Regions from separate parts of the Mus musculus genome. Here region 1 is linked to region 2. The links are chromatin contacts, called in public promoter capture Hi-C maps. All regions are on one chromosome and are shown on one strand. Each heading gives the region's core, a stretch centred on a gene start, on an enhancer-like site or on the middle of the called end of the contact. The rest is flanking DNA. Distances are from core to core; before and after follow the strand shown. Region 1 holds the start of Mterf3 (mitochondrial transcription termination factor 3). Region 2 holds the start of Aopep (aminopeptidase O).

Region 1 (3,858 bases), core at 443-2,942, 4.0 Mb after region 2:
GTACAATACCTAAATATTAATTAAAATAATCACTATAAAGGAGCGTGGAGTGGGGAGGTCATGCCTGTAATCCTAGCACTCAGAAGCCTGAGGCAAGATTGCTCAAAGTTCTACAAGTGTGACACGGCTCAAATAAATGAATAAATGGAAAGTGCTCAATAAATGTTAGCCAGCAGTATTCTCAACTAAACAGACAAAAAACCTGTAACTGTCAATTAACTCTTACTTATGCCGTTGTGTTCTGTTTCTCTAGCCAGAGGATTCAGATAGTTTTATGTCCTGAATAGGAAGAAACATTTGAGAGTTTAATCTCTTGTTATAGTTGGGGGATGCTTGCTAAGAATAATACAAGGGCAAATCTTTCCTTCTGAAGTGGTATAGGAAGGCGGTGTTGGCAATAACCTTGTGGAATAGGCAATTTTTGCTAAACTTTAGTTGGAAAGGGGCTTCCAAGCCTGCCAATTTTCCCCTCAAACTCCCTCTCATCTCCAAAATAGTTAAAGTAGGAACTAAGTTGTGCCACCTAGACAAGACCAAGCTTCGAGAGAAACTTCAGCACAGCCAGGCAGGTCCAATCTACAAGTGGGGGTCCTGACAGTCAAGACTGGATATGTCACTGTAGCCCACGATGATGGAGGTTCAGACACTATTCTCCACATGCTTTTACGTATGCTATTCTAGAAAAAAACACTGGTCCACTCTCAGCATCAAAGTACTTTTTATAATGTTGGGGATTACAATAAGGGCTCTAGGGTACTTACAAACCAGCTCCCAGAACCCCAATTTCATTCTAGAGTCTGTCCAGAATCAAATTCAATACCCTTTCCACATTTAGTAGACTCTGTTAAATTCTATTTGCATTCAAAGATCTGAGTGCTAAAGACTAATAATGTTCACCCTCCACTTTTACTTGCCAGTGCACTCCTTTTCACATAAATTTGCTGTCTCAGCAATGTCAATGATTGATAGTCTGTGCAGAAGGACAGCACAGTCCCGCCCCCTCTCGAGACCCACCTTCCCAGGGTCTTTTCAGCACCAAGCTAGAGGTTTGGAGGGTTCCAGTTTGTTGAGTGGAAGTGAGTCCAGGACAAATAAAGACACAAAGGACTCAGAAACGAGTAAAGATGTGCACTCGTGAATAACGCCTTACGGTATGTACATTAAGAGGGCAAAAGAAAAAAAAAAATCCTTAAAATCTCTCAAGTTCATTAGTAGGGTACGCCAGCTCTCAGCGGTTACCGGGCACTCTTGTTTTGTTGTTAGGAATAGGAACAAGAGCCGAAACAGGCTTTTCTAGGTTCAAAATCTTTACAACTAATCCCGAGCTCCGATGATGAAAGATGCACTTCGTAATAAAGGGCCTCTGGGCAGCGCAGCCGCAGTCCTTAGACTCTTTAACCAACCGGCTTTATCCGGGAAGGACTTCCGCAGGAAGCCGGGACATCCTCGGGGCCTTAGTCTGAAGCTGATGAACAAGCCCGGCGACGTTGCCACCACAAGGTTTAGGTACCGACCGATCGAGCCCGAACCTCCTCTCCGGGTCACCGATACCTACCAAGCCGCGAGGCTCCCGGACGCTGCTGGGTACAGGTAGGCCGGACAGTAATCCGGCCGGGCGGCGGTCTCGCGCTCCTGCTTCACAGCGACCGTGCAACCTACGCCGGGGATACGGTGCACCGTAGCTTCGCAAGCCGGCGATTCGCCACGCTAGGCCGGCACCGCCCCCCACGTGGGCTGCGCTGCGAATGGGCGAGACCATCTGCGGCGGCGCGGGAAGGGACGCCGCGGGGGACCGGGACAGAGCTGGCCTGGGGTTTGCAGGCCCTGGAGCTGGTCGCCGCGTTCCCAGGATCAGTCACTCCGCCGTAATGTGGGGAGGGTGAGAGCTCTACGATGTCGCCCTACTAGGCTGCTTCTTCAGGCTGCCTTCTCCCCCTGCTCCGGGACGCGGTGGTGGCGCCGCGACCCCGCCCTCGCGCGCGGGTCCTTCCCTGGGCTAGCACCCTTCTCAGGGTGCCAGACCCCGCCCCAGCGTCAGGCACCTTCGCTGCTGCGGTCCGTCGCTGCCGGGGTCCCAGCCTTCTAGGGCCGGGGCCTCCGGGGCCGCGGCAGGACGGGGAGAAGAACTATGGCGTCCTGCGTGGGGAGCAGGACTCTGAGCAAGGATGATGTGAACTACAGGATGCATTTCCGCATGATCAACGAGCAGCAAGTGGAGGACATCACCATAGACTTCTTCTACCGGCCGCACACCATCACCCTGCTCAGCTTCACCATCATCAGCCTCATGTACTTCGCCTTCACCAGGTAAGTCTGGCCTGGAGTCGCGCGGAGCGCCGGGGAGAGGAGGACAGAGACGACAGACCGAGAAGCAGTAGAGGGGAGGGTGGCCAGGTGTGGCTGGTGGTAAGGAAGTGAGTAGCTGTTCCACGCGTGCAAGCTCGGGGACACAAGGGCCACACAGCTCCTCTGCCTACCGCGTGGCTTACAGTCCTCTCCGCCTACTTTTCCACCTGCCACCCCTCATGTCCAAATCCCATCTTTCTCATTCACTACGTCGGACCACACCAGGAACTCATGCAGGTCACCTAGCTGGGTGATCCACACCCCTTGCTCTGTATCGTTCTCTGTCACTATCAGAAGGCTCTGATCTCTAACCACTCATCCGTGGTCTGTCTCCAGCAAATGGCATGAACCATTTCATGATTGAACCTCCTTCAACTCACACTACACACATAAAACACACACCATACACAGAAAAATCCTCTGGCATTCAGTATTACCAGGCACACACACAAATGTACATGTGAGGTGCACCACACTGTTTTTCCTTTTATATACATTTCCCAAAGTCATCTAATGTAACTCTTCTCCCAGTCTCAAACACCACCTCAATGCCACAGCATCAGCAGTCGCTGTTGACACACATCCCAGTGGATGCCTCCCATGAAGCACAAGCCAATACCCATCATTTCCAATGTACTGTACTCTATAGGCTACCGCTGACCACAAGGGGCACATCCTGCCCTCTCATGCATCTCTAAAATACTGGCTGAAAGGGGATAGTGGCAAGCAGTTGTGTATTATCTAGAGACTAGAGAATGCTAACCACACTAAACAAAACACATAAAATGCACACAACATAACATGGCTCTCTTATTCCCCTAAAAATATACACACATGTTCAGATCACTTCTAATAGCTGTGTATTTCGTACCTTACAAAGCTATTGTATCTGTGGCCCCTTGACCTCAGCCAAGGAGCTAATGGATCCTACAACATACACACCCCTATTTCTGTCTTATAATTTATATTATCTGAATTACATTTTTTAAAGAGAGGGGAGTCATACCCTATCCACCAAACCATTATGGCTTCCAAGAGTAACCAAGATTTCAAAACTGGCTGTGATTTTAGGGAAGTTATTTAACTTTGTTCTCAGTGTGAGGGTCCATGCCTATAAAATGAATAAAGAGTTTGTAATCACTTCAGGATTAGGAAGACTAAATGAGTGTGTGCACTGTTGAGTAGAATACCTGGTATATGGTGTCCTCAGTGTTTACCCTTCTTTTTGTTTGTGATAGGATTAGACTGTATAGCTTAAGCTACCCTTTAACCCTTACTCCTGCCTTAGCCCAGTGTTGTGAGTATAAGCTTGAACCACCACACCCAGCTTTTCCTGATATTTTTATCAGTAATCAGTCAAAGTCTGGGGAAGATAAGTTTTGAAGAAATGTCTGGTATGTCGTAAAGGGGAGGCCAGAGGCATGCCATGCTACATGAGACAGCATTGTACAACATAGACCACACATGAGACAGCACTGTACCACATAGACCACACATGAGACAGCACTGTAC
Region 2 (3,739 bases), core at 156-2,655:
CTGCTGAAGGCTTGGGGATGGTAACATAAGGAGTCCAAGAAGGAAAGAGTTACGGAAAGGGGAAACTGTGTGTGTGTGTGTGTGTGTGTGTGTGTGTGGTCCTACAGTGTTGGGTAACAGGAAGGCAAAGAAGTCAGGATTGAAAGATGGAACAAACCTGGTTCTCACTATAGAGTTCAACAAATCTATTCTAGCACTCACTTTCAGTAACTTTTTTTTTTGTCTAGACTTTTATCTAATCCTTCCCACCTGTCACATCAATTTCCAAATTACCTTTTATATGTATCCATTTTTCTCCATCACATCTCACCAGTCCCTTCTTTCTGTGTGCTTCATGCCCAGCACACACAGCAGCCTGCTCTGCGTTTCAAAACTAGTTCCTGTCACTCACTCTTCCCTGGCGACAGAATCCACGCTCCTTGCTTACAGTGGCCCAGAAATGTGCTGCAGGATGGGGCCTTTGGGCCTTGTTGGTTTCACCCTGTGTTCTTCAAGGGCGCCACAAGCTGCATGTACTAGGTGCTTCTGATCCTTCTAGCTGCTTTGCTCGCAGGTCTTTATAGCCTTCCCCTCTCTTCCCAGTTAAATGAGTCTCCTCAGAGGGTATTAGACCTCCTGTAGTGAAGTGGCTCTGACTTCCTTCCATTTTTCAGAGACTTACTTCCATATGTGTACCTCTAAGAACATCCATACGAGAATTAGCTGATGTGGTGCAGCTTAACTCAGTGGTTAAGAGCATTGGCTGCTGTTGCAGAAGACCTGGGTTTGGTGTACAGCACTCACGGGGTAGCTTACAACTATCTCTGCAGCTCCAGTTCCAAGGGGGTCCATTTGTACATTCGTGTACCTAGACATACATACAATTACACACCACCCCACATACTAAATGAATTTTTAAAAAGGGAATATTCTGTTGAACTATTCAGAACTTGCTTTCTCAACCAAAGATTGTCTCTACAAAGGCAAGCACAACTGGCCCACTTTTGTAGCCGCAGATACTGTAACTGTCTGTATGGCGCATAGTATGATCTTATTTAAGGCACTGTGCTGGGATGAATATGTAAAGTCCAATCATATGCTTCAGAAATGTGGAATGAAGAATAAACAGCGCACTCAGGAAGCAGAGGCAGGCTGATCTCTGAGTTCGAGGCCAGCCTGGTCTACATAGTAGGTTCCAGACCACTCAGAACTACACAGAGAGACCTGTCTCAAAGGCAAAAACGACACATTTGTATTTCAGTGAGGCGTGCGTGTAGTTCACGCGTCTGGAGTCTTGATACCGTGGCCACTAGCAGCCCTGCGCCTGCGCAGTAGCGGCCGAGGAACTGGCCTACAGGGGGTGGGAGGGGGAAGCGGCCGACCCTGGCGCGTGTTGATGACGCAATTAGTGTTTGCCTGGTAGCCCGTGGTAACCCGGAGTCTGCGGAAGTGTAGCTGCAGCAGCACCGCAGCTGAGACAGGTAACCTGCAGCTCCGGTGTCAAGCAGCCGCTCCGGGTTATGCGGACCCACGACCTCTGGTGGGGTGAGCAGGTAGGATCCGATCCGTCTTGCCCTGTGGTGAGCCAGTGGGATCCTGTTCGCCTCTTGTGAAGCGAGGCGGTGGGATCCTGTCTGACTTGTCTGGGGCGAGCCCTTGGGATGCTGTCACATAAATTGTAGCCGCAGTATTAGCGCTCAGCACTTGCGGCGACCGCTACCTGCAAAGGTGGTGCTCATGGTAGACGGAAACCACACCGGCCAGCGGAGCGGTGCTTAGAGCTGTTTTCAAAGGTGACAACTGGGCTCGTGTTGATGCTGAATTCAATTCTGATCCCTCGTGCTTTTGTTTTGTTTCCACGTGCAACTAGCGCATTCATTTCAGAAGGGTGTGTTGTGCTCCGTGTGATTTGAGAAGGCTGCTAGTGATTTCCTAGTTGGTAAAGATTAGGTTGTCCCGTATTGGGAGCTACAGAGAATAATATTGTTTACTGTCGACTTGTCTTTTAGACTCCAGGGATTGTGCCCTGCACTTACATTTCATTGTCTCCTTAGTTCATGCAGTATTGCAAGTTATGAACTATTATGTTTGCCTTACAGAGAAAATAACTGAGGCTCAGCTCCATCAAATTGACTGGGTGAAAAATTCCCAGTAACCAAAAGCAAAGGGCAAGTTTAAATTCAAGGTTATGCATGGCTTCAAGGTCTCTCTCTCTCCTCTCCTCTTCCTCCCCTTTAAAAATAACCACCATCAGTGGTCAAATTCCAGGCTTTTTACATTAGTCATATGTGATTCCATACGTTTATTCACCCATCTGACCATATGAATTGTGTGTGTAACACACACATGCACGTGTGCAATACGTGTACGCATGTGGAGACAAGGGATAACATCAACTGTGGTTTCATAGATGCTGGCCACCGTTTTTTGTTTATGTGTTTTTGAGACAGGTTCTCTCACTGGCCTAGAGCTTGCCAGGTAGATTGGTTTAGCCAGCAACTCTTGAAAATGCCCGCCTCTATCTCCCCAGCACTGGAATCACAGACCTGAAACTTTCCACTCAGGTTCTGGGGACCGAACTTGCGTCCTCGTGCTTACACAGCAGGTGGTTTTCAGCCTGAGATGCCGCCGAAGCAGCAGCAGCAGCTGCTTCTTCTTCTTCTTCTTCTTCTTCTTCTTCTTCTTCTTCTTCTTCTTCTTCTTCTTGATTCATTTATTTATTTTATGTATATGTGTACACCAGTGCTCTCTTCAGACACACCAGAAGAGGACACCAGATCCCATTACAGACGGTTGTGAGCCACGATGTGGTTGCTGGGAATTGAAACCAGGACCAGTGGAAGAGCAGTCGGTGGTCAGTGCTCTCAACCGCTGAGCCATCTCTCCAGCCCACTGAGCTGCCTCTTAAGCCCCTATTTTGATACTTTGTAAATATGTTGTAAATTCTCATATTCTTAAAGTTAAGACATCTGGAAACATGTCTTCTTCCTACAGGCACGCGCACGCGCGCGCGCGCGCACACACACACACACACACACAGAGAGAGAGAGAGAGAGAGAGAGAGAGAGAAGAGCGAAAGCACCCTTATCTTTAATTGTGACATACATGGAAAATGATGTTGCTTTGTAAGTACCTTCTATTCAGAGATCCAAGAAATGAGTGATTTTACGTTTGCCCCCCCCCCTTTTTTTCTAGTAATGTAAATATCAATAAATAAATTAAAGGCATCAAGTGGTTTTCTTGCCTTCTTTCTTCTGGTATGCAGTCACAAACATCACTTGGCCTGTGCTGAAATGTGATGACTTCCTCAGAACCTTTGCTGTCTCTGACTCCCCAGGTGCTTTGCATTTGCGTCTGCCGGGCTTCCCCCCCCCCCCCCCCCCCCGTGTACCAAAGGACATTTAAAAATCCATTGTTTCTTACTTATTGTTGGATTAAGTAAGGCCATTTTTGGTTCAACTTATATTAGTAGCATACCCAAAGAAGAAACACCTGGGCTTTCAGTCTTTTCTAAAGGAAGAAAATTTTCTGTGTTCAGAAAGGTGGATTTAAGTTGATAAGAAAGAGCTTGATAGGAAGAAAGGAAGAGAAAGAAAACAAGACACCGTTAGGACACAAAGGTTTATGTGATTTTAGCCATTACAACAGGAGTTCAGAAAGATCTCAAGTGTTACATTGATGTTATCGGTATAACAAAAAGAGAAAAAAAGTGACAGGCAACAGTGAAGAGCACCAGAGACCCAGCACAAACCTAAGACCA

Evidence for each region. Promoter capture Hi-C pulls out the DNA fragments that hold promoters and counts their contacts.
Region 1: a promoter capture Hi-C map of pre-B cells shows a contact between it and region 2, with 4 times the contacts expected there. The contact joins the promoter of Mterf3 here to the promoter of Aopep in region 2. A contact is called at or near these places in 2 of 39 promoter capture datasets (cranial neural crest and pre-B cells).

Annotation. Positions count from the first base shown.
Region 1 is chr13:66,931,380-66,935,237 of GRCm38.p6, forward strand. It overlaps Mterf3 (mitochondrial transcription termination factor 3), which reads right to left and starts at 1,693. Exons shown (of 8, transcript NM_025547.4): 1 at 1,556-1,693. It overlaps Ptdss1 (phosphatidylserine synthase 1), which reads left to right and starts at 1,451. Exons shown (of 13, transcript NM_008959.3): 1 at 1,451-2,307. The coding sequence starts at 2,129.
Region 2 is chr13:62,963,488-62,967,226 of GRCm38.p6, forward strand. It overlaps Aopep (aminopeptidase O), which reads left to right and starts at 1,406. Exons shown (of 16, transcript NM_001289926.1): 1 at 1,406-1,532.